Linked DNA regions of Mus musculus: regions 1 and 3 are each linked to region 2. Evidence: chromatin contacts called from public HiChIP or PLAC-seq and promoter capture Hi-C data. All regions are on one chromosome and are shown on one strand. Each heading gives the region's core, a stretch centred on a gene start, on an enhancer-like site or on the middle of the called end of the contact. The rest is flanking DNA. Distances are from core to core; before and after follow the strand shown.

Region 1 (2,743 bases), core at 201-2,700, 540 kb before region 2:
GGTGATTGTCAAGATGCCAGCTGGAAGCTGTAATTGCAGCATGCCCAAGACTGAGGCAGGAAGATCAAAAAACTGAGGCTATTCAGGGCTTCATGGGGGCTACAGCCTATCTTTAAAAGAAAACAATGAAGATTCCACAATGAAACCCATTTGTATCTTAACCTAATTTTTAAATTCTACCTGTTTTTGTAGCACATGTCTGTATTGAATAATGGGGGAAAAAAGCATTTTCCAACTTTCATCAATAGAAACAAAACAATCTGGCAACGCCTTCATGTTTGAATAGAACAAGATGACCTCACCATCAGTTGTCTTTTGTTTTGGTTTCTGTCCAAGAGTCTGCACATGACAGGCAGTAAGGATGTCTCCTGCTTGTAAAGGAATATAAAGAGGATGGTAGTTCCTTAACAGTAAGAACACTTTTGTCACCTAAGAAAATATTTGAAAGTAAAAGTGAACCTTTGAGCCGGGTGTGGTGGCGCACGCCTTTAATCCCAGCACTCGGGAAGCAGAGGCAGGCAGATTTCTGAGTTCGAGGCCAGCCTGGTCTACAGAGTGAGTTCCAGGACAGCCAGGGATATACAGAGAAACCTTGTCTCGAAAAACAAAAACAAAAACAAAAACAAAAACAAAAAGTGAACCTTTACAATTCATACCATTGCATCCTCTCTGTTCCTGGCAAACTCGTGGCAGTCATTGCAATTGTTAAGGAAAAAAGAACGTTGGGCATACAATATGGAATAGGTCCGCAGTTTGGTTTTGACATCAGTTTTGTGATCTTGGTAAAGTTTATTCTTAATTTTTAATGTCTATATAATGGATAGTAAAGAAAGAAGAGGGACTTACTCTTAGGTTTTGTTTTGTTTTTTTTCACCAAAGAGCTTGGCACATTCAACATGAAATACGTCTCCCATACAGCCTCGGTGTCCCACCCTTCATAGTTAGTCTTTGTGTGTCTTGAGCCACTCCTGCAAACTCCAAGCTTAGAGTCCCAGACTGGTCCACATGAAAGTTGTTCATTGTCTTTATCAAAAAGCCAATGAAATCTTTTTTCGTGGGTTGTGAATGGGCACTCCCTCGCCAGGCTGACATCTTTGTAACTCCTTTCTTTTCTCCCAATACCTTCGGGTTTCCCGGCCCTAGTTAGCAGCTTAGGTTAGGGGACAGCGCCCATTTCCCAGATCCTGGCAGCTCTAGGTCTGAGCAGGCGAGTAGACCTTAAGCAATGACCCGGCCTCACGATTCTCGACGCGACCGCCTCAGTGACAAAGCATTACCAATTTTCTTCCAAAGGGCCCAACTCTGTGGCCATAAGCACGCTGAGCTAGGAGAACACCTACTGAAGTCGGCTCTCAGAAGCACTGCGCCTTACATCTCTCCTCAGGACAGGCCGGCCGTTGCAGCGGAGGCTGGAACTACGAGTCCCAGAATTCCCAAGCACACGCGCACTGTCATTGTGATGCTCCTTTCCCGGTAACTCGCCCTCTCAGGCAAACCTGAAGATAGCGGCAATTCTCCGGTGGGGGGCGGAGACACTCTCGGCCCAATTCTCCGCCCCCTTCCTGATAGGCAATGGGACTAGCCAACCGACGCCACAGGCTGGGAACGTGCTCTCCAATCAGCACCCGCGGCGGAGAGGTGGGCGGTGCGCGCTGGCAGGGCGGGTGGGCTAGGCTGTGCGGCTTGCGGGGGGGAGAGTAACGTCGGGCCGGGTCAGCGGGCGCTGCAGTAGTCGCCGCAGCGGCGATGGGAGCGGTAGGGACGAGGAGGCGGCGGCGGCAGGAGGAGGAGGAGGAGCAGGGGCTGGCACGAGAGCAGCGGCCCGGGACAATCCGCAGCAATACCCGCAGCCGCTGCCGCCGCCTTTAGACGCGGACGGCATCCGAAGGGACCGCCGGCCGTCTAAGCCGCGCTCCGGTCCCGCCGCAGTGGGCGGCGGGGGATGGGCAGGCGGTGGCGGGCCCGCCTGCTGAGCGGTGACTCCTGCCGGTGCGGACCCTGAGCTAGACCCTCGTCCTCCGTCAGAGATCCTGCGTCCGCCGCGGCCCAGGTAGGACACACCCCCGAGCCCCAGGGCGTCTCCAAGAAGCTTCCCTGCGCCCGCCTCATCCCTCGTTCAGCTCAACCGAGGCGTGGAGGGGAGACTGCCCGAGACCCCTGGGTTTCTTATGCCCACGCCCTGAGGCGACGCCAGACCCAAATTGATCCTCATCCCACAGATCTTTCTGGTTCTGCCCCATTTCCCCGGAGGCTTTGGGTGCCTTCCCTGAACTTGGAGGTTCATGAAGCTGCTTCGTCTGTTTCTGTGGGTGACCCATATATCACTTGTACTCATGACTCTTCTGGCTACCAGGACCGAGCAGAGAGGAGTCTTTTGAAATTATGAGCGTTTCATTCTATCTTGCTTTTCCCACTGTAATGGAAGAGTGACGGGACTACCGAATCTCATTTGTGTGGTAACAAGGAAGGCCGGGACTTTGTAGTATTGAAGTAATGACCAGAGGGATTTGCTTTGACAAAGATGATGCTGTTGATACGCGGGGATGCCAAAAGAGGGACAAAAGAGCCTACATATACGCACTGTCGAGTCAGAGAAGTAAATAATCATGGGGATGCTAGGATACCTGATCCTTAAATGAAGTTCATTTTGTTTCAGTTGTGGCGCTGCCTTAGAGGTAAAAATGACATTGAGTTGTACTTTGCTTTGGATTAAAGTTGATAGGCTTCTCTCCCCTAGCTTTGG
Region 2 (2,700 bases), core at 6-2,505:
TCCGAGCAGAGAATATGGTTTAAGCCCAAAAGCACTCAGCCAGCTAGAACTCTGCCCCTCCTTACCCAAAGCCCCAGCTTCAGCCTGGGATCCAGGTGCTGAACTATCCATGTTCAGCAAGGGGGCTGGGCTTAGCCATCTCTGAGTCAGATCTCTTTTACAATCTATCTGAGGTGAAGCAGGTCACCACAGTTACGTCACCTCTGGTTCTGGAATTTCTGGTCTGAGCATGGCCTGTTCGTTTGGGAGTTAATTCACCTTTGTGGATGTCATTGCAGCCTCCAGCTGTGGATGTGTGAGGGAGGGAAGGCAGTAGAGATTACCTGGTCGAGATGGGGGTCTTATCTGGTACCTTAAACTGGTCTCACGATGCTGAGTTCAAGTGAGCCTCCTGCCTGTCCTGGGGTTCTGTGTACCACTACCCTTAGCTATATGAAAGGGTTATGGTTAAAGAGATGAAAAGAGTCTCCTAGGAACTTTTGCTAGCCACTGTCCCTGCCTCGCCACCTAGATGACTGTGGTCCACAGGAAAGGACATGACATGCGGTTGCAGCCGGAGCCTCAAAATGGTCATGGACACTTTAAAGCCTTTATCTCTGGCAGTTTAAGGATAGAGAGGCCTGCCTCTCTTCTGTCCTTATTTACAATACCTGGCCATGCCCCCGCCTCTATGCCTGAAGCACCAGGCACTTCTACCAACCCAGGAAAGGAGTCATGAAATGAATCTTTTCAGGGTGTGGGTGGCTTTGGTACAGACATACCATGACCTTTGTGTTAAGGAAATAACTGAGGGAGGCCAAAAGAGACAATAAATGTCAGTGATTCCCCATAAAAACCCGAGCCAGAGATTTCTGTTTCTGCTTAAGAGCTGTGGAGAAAGTGGGACTTGAAGGAGAGATGGTGTGGGGCTTTCTGGCAGCTAGATGAGGTTAGCCCTGATTATAGTACCTCCTGACTTCTGCTAATGGCAGACTAGTTGGAAACAAGAATATCTGGGCTCTTGCCCTACCCATACATGGCAAGGGATGGGAGTGGTGTCTGTTTTTCACAACTAGTTCAGCTAAGCAGGGCCTGAGTTGGAGACCAGAGAGCTAAGCAGGACCCCAAGAGTCTCTTGGAAAGGGAGCAACTTGCCTATTGCCTAGGGAAAGCAGGCTCCACTCATTTCCTGGAGCACTTCAAACCCCTCCTGGAGCACTTCAAACCCCTCCTCCAGCCCCGGTGCCTCAGCCTAGCAGTGGCTCCACCCTTCCCACTCCTGTGCTACTTGTCAGACCTGAGCGACAGTGAATATAGCCAGAGAAAGGGTGGCTCTGGGAAACAGGCAAGCTCCCTACTGGGACCTGAGCTGCTACTGCTGGCCATGCCCTGGACTCTCCAGCCAAAGTGGCTGGCAGGCAAGGGACTTCCCCTTCTTGGAGCCATACTGCTACGGAAGACAGAAAAGAGCGAACCACAATGGAAGCATAGGCGGGTAATGTACTGATCTCACTTGGGAAAAGCTGGCTGGAGTCCTGGGAGATGGCTGGCACCCCGTGGGGACTAAGCCAGCCATTGCACTGGGGTTTGATTTAGGGTGGAACATACCACAGACAACCTGGAAAAGCTCAAACTAGAGAGACAGGCCAAGGCCTCCAAAAAGAAATGATGGCGGCCTGAGACCATTGCCTGTGGTTGGTTTGCCAGGAATGCACTAGTCTAGCTGTATAACCATTGTGGAGAGAAGGGAGAAGGGTTTGTTGGGTTTTCAGGGGGTAGATTAACACCCAGAAGGCTGCAATCTGGCATCATCATTTTTGTTTTGTTTTGTTTTGAGCTCAGTCTTCAATCTAGTGACTTATCAGACCAGAACAAGCTAGGAGACTTGGCTTCCCCTCCCCTTGCCCATTCCTGCCTCTGGTTGGTCTTTCAGCCCCTGCATGGAAGCTGGTGGGTGCAGTGGGTTCTGGCTTTCTCTTTTAGTGTTTGACCTTCTTAAATACATTATCCTAGTGCCCAGGTCACGTCTAGAGGGCAGCTGCAGGCTGACCATTATAAAGCGTACCTAGCTTAGCTGCTCATGGGAACACTAAGAGTTGAGCTGGTCCCCAGATTCCAGGCCCCTCACCAATCCTGACCACCCAGCACCCTGCGCCTTGCAAAAGCTTCCCAGAGCTCCTGGCATAGGAGCATTAGTGACCTGGGCCAGGCAAGTTCTATGGTAAGACAGAGTAGAAACTCAAGCCAGAAAACACTTGAGAGAGGAGATCAGGCCAACCCTAGCTTCCTGGAACTGAGTTCCTAGGGTTCTGTTGTTTCAGCAGGAAACCCACCCATACTACGACCTTCAAGTGAAGGTGCTGAGGGCCAGAAACATCCAGCACACAGATAAGTGTGAGTAATCCTTGCTTTGCTCTCTCTCTCTCTCTCTCTCTCTCTCTCTCTCTCTCTCTCTCTCTCTCTCTGTGTCTGTGTGTGTGTGTGTGTGTGTGTGTGTGTGTGTGTGTGTGTGTGTGTGTGTGTGCTCTCTTGGAGTAGGGTGGTAGGGTGGTGTTAATCATTGGAGGGAGGGTACCTTGGTGTGGTGTGGGGTATAGAGGCATGCAGGCACACTGGAGGGGTGAGTTGGGCAGACTTCAGCCTCCTCCTGACTCTAGGAGGCTTTCTGAGGGTGTGTTAGGCCCCGTTGCCACACATCAATGCCTGCTTTCCAGGAGCTTT
Region 3 (2,700 bases), core at 77-2,576, 660 kb before region 2:
CTTATTCATTATCTGAGGACAGATACTTCATCTTAGTAAGAGACATGTTTCAGAAGGGTGAGTGACAGCCGAGCCACCCAAAAAACAGAACACAGAACACAACTCTTTGGAGCTTTTCCTACCCAACCTTTGGGCTCACACGTGCACAGGTTTGAAGAGTCCTCAAACAACTGAAAACATAACCTCCTTGTACAGAAAAATATAAGTCAGCAAAGGAGAGCTTTTGATTCCCGGTTATAGGGCACCCCCTAATATTCAAATTCATCAGGACATCATCACCATCAATACACGCGCACGTGCGCACACACCCACACATAAACACACACACACACAACACAAATATGGCAGACAACATCTGGTCGTAAGCATCACAAGCCTTATTCCTACTGAGAAAAACCTTGAGATGGCAAAGCATTTAGCCTGGATCCTGACTCCATTATCCACCACTTCAAAGGGCTCACTGACGGTCTAGGGCCAGAGTTGCCAACACCCTCAAGCGAATAGCTGCTGCCCATTCTACCATCAGGACCATAGAACACCACCACCGCACCGCACACAGCACAGGAATCCTTCCTACCAGTGGCCAGGACAAGAGCCGGTTGAATGATGTCAATAGTTTCCGAACAGAACTTCTCTAAGGCCAGCGCTCTGCCTGGATCTTGAAATCTGCTCAGGTGAATGTCGGATATCTGTCAAAAGCAGGCATTGGACAGACACGTTATCTGAGTCAGGAAGAGCCGCACCGACACGGGTGGCCCGTCAGCTCTCGGGGAGCGGAAGGGAAAGAAAAAGATGCCCTAACGAACCCCGGGGAAGGAGAGCCGAGCCTCCCGGCGGACTGCGACCGAGGCCCCCTGCTGGGCGAGCCCGCCCCGCGCTGTGCCCTCCCCTGGCCTCCCGCCACTTCACCTGCAGCCCCCAGAAGATGTTGTTGGCTTCCGAGCCCGGGGCGGGGTGCGGCCTCTGGGAGCCTCTGGGCTTCGGCAGCGGCGTAGTCGGCCCAGCCAGGCCGTAGTGCTCCAACAGCAGGGCGGCCACCGCGGCCGCCGCCAGCCCTGCCACCACCCGGACCGCCAGCATTCTCGCCATCTCGGCGCAGCCCCGGAGCGCTCCGGCCCGCACTTCCGGCCTCTGTGGCCTCCCGCCGCCTCCGCAACTCGCCTCAGCCCAGGCCTCCGCGCCGCGGCAGCCCGGTTGCCCGGCGTTTGACAACCTAGTGAGGACCAGGAAGAGCCAAGCGAGGGGGTGGCAGGGAGGCAGCTCGCCACCTGGCTCCACCAGGGTCTGGCATCCCTGACCGTGGTGCGACCTCAGCACCTGTAAAGCGAAGTTAATGACACCTTGCGTGCGTGCGGGGTGCTTGTGAGAATCAAAGTGAGTATCAGGACGCCTCTTAAAGTACAAATGCGACGGGCGGCTCACTCTGGCTCCTTCACGAATAACATAACCCCACAGGATTCCTTATCTTGTGGAAATTATCTTTTTCCTTAATCTGATTTTATATGTACTTGTTATGGTATTGTGGCACTGTAGTATACTTGTAAATTAACTTTTTCTATTGCCTGAAGCAGAATTAGAGTCTAGTCGTGGCCTTAATTTATCAAACCTACTTCTTTATTGTTGGCTTTCAACTCTTTAATATGTGTTGCTATTAAGAATAAACATTTTTATACAAATCGTGCTTTAAACAATATTTCCTTGGGATATATTGTCAGTGTTGTAATTTTTCAATCAGTTCAACATCTCTGGACTGTAATAAGCCATTGATGCAAACAGAAAACATAAGGGAGCATTTCCAGTGTGGTTCCCAGCACCTACATTAGAAGGCTTCTGACCACAAGCGCCAGGGAATACAACGCCCCCTTCTGTTCTCTATAGAGAATGCACTGGGTTGCATAAACCCACTTTCAGACACACATATAATTAGTACAAAAATAAAATATTTTTAGGTGGGTGTGATGGCACACACTTTTAATGCCAGCATTTGGGAAACAAACGCAGGAAGATTTCTGTGAGTTCGAGGCCAGCTTGGTCTACATAATGAGTTTCAGGACAGCTGGGACTATGTAGAGAGACCCTATCCCCCCAAAAAATTAATTACAATTTTTAAAAAGATTTACATGTTGATTTTATGTATGTGAGTACACAGTCACCCTCTTCAGACTCACCAGAAGAGGGCATCCGATCCCATTACAGATGGTTGTGAGCCACCATGTGGTTATGGGAATTGAACTCAGGATCTCTGGAAGGGCAGTCAGGGCTCTTAACTGCTGAGCCATCTCTCCAGCCCCTACAAAATATTTTTTAGAATCTTTATTGTTATCATATGGGTATGAGTATCTTGCCTGCATGTATGTCTGTGTACCATGTGTGTGAATTGCCCATGGAGGACAGAAGAGGGCACTGAATCCCTTCGCACTGGAGTTGCAGACTGTTGTGAAGGACTATGTAAGTGCTGAGAGCGGAATCTCAATCCTCTGTAAGAGCCACAAGTACTCTTAACCACTGAGGCACTTCTTCAGCCCTTAAAAATAAAATGTTAAAAAAATTTAACTGTAAAAGGAAAATAAAGATACTAGAAACAATTCACAATACAAACCTTTAAAATAAGCCAAGCTTAGTGGCTCAAGCCTTTAATTCAGCACATGGAGACAGAGACAGGATGATCTCTGAGTTAGAGGCCAGTCAAGGCTACATAAT

What was found. Promoter capture Hi-C pulls out the DNA fragments that hold promoters and counts their contacts. HiChIP or PLAC-seq counts read pairs in DNA pulled down with a chosen protein or histone mark.
Region 1: a contact with region 2 is called in a promoter capture Hi-C map of embryonic stem cells, with 2.4 times the contacts expected there. The contact joins the promoter of AV039307 here to the promoter of Pla2g4f in region 2. A contact is called at or near these places in 2 of 39 promoter capture datasets (embryonic stem cells and liver) and 1 of 9 other capture datasets (embryonic stem cells).
Region 3: a contact with region 2 is called in an H3K4me3 HiChIP or PLAC-seq map of bone marrow-derived macrophages, with 4 times the contacts expected there. The contact joins the promoter of Tmem62 here to the promoter of Pla2g4f in region 2. A contact is called at or near these places in 2 of 115 datasets of contacts at active chromatin or transcription factors (bone marrow-derived macrophages and embryonic stem cells).

Annotation. Positions count from the first base shown.
Region 1 is chr2:120,849,363-120,852,105 of GRCm38.p6, reverse strand. AV039307 (expressed sequence AV039307) reads right to left here and starts at 1,450. Exons shown (of 4, transcript NR_038350.1): 1 at 1,341-1,450. It overlaps Ttbk2 (tau tubulin kinase 2), which reads left to right and starts at 1,688. Exons shown (of 16, transcript NM_001024856.2): 1 at 1,688-2,050.
Region 2 is chr2:120,312,720-120,315,419 of GRCm38.p6, reverse strand. It overlaps Pla2g4f (phospholipase A2, group IVF), which reads left to right and starts at 1,255. Exons shown (of 20, transcript NM_001363073.1): 1 at 1,255-1,474; 2 at 2,301-2,373. The coding sequence starts at 1,364.
Region 3 is chr2:120,975,688-120,978,387 of GRCm38.p6, reverse strand. Tmem62 (transmembrane protein 62) reads right to left here and starts at 1,326. Exons shown (of 14, transcript NM_175285.3): 1 at 910-1,326; 2 at 578-689. The coding sequence starts at 1,089.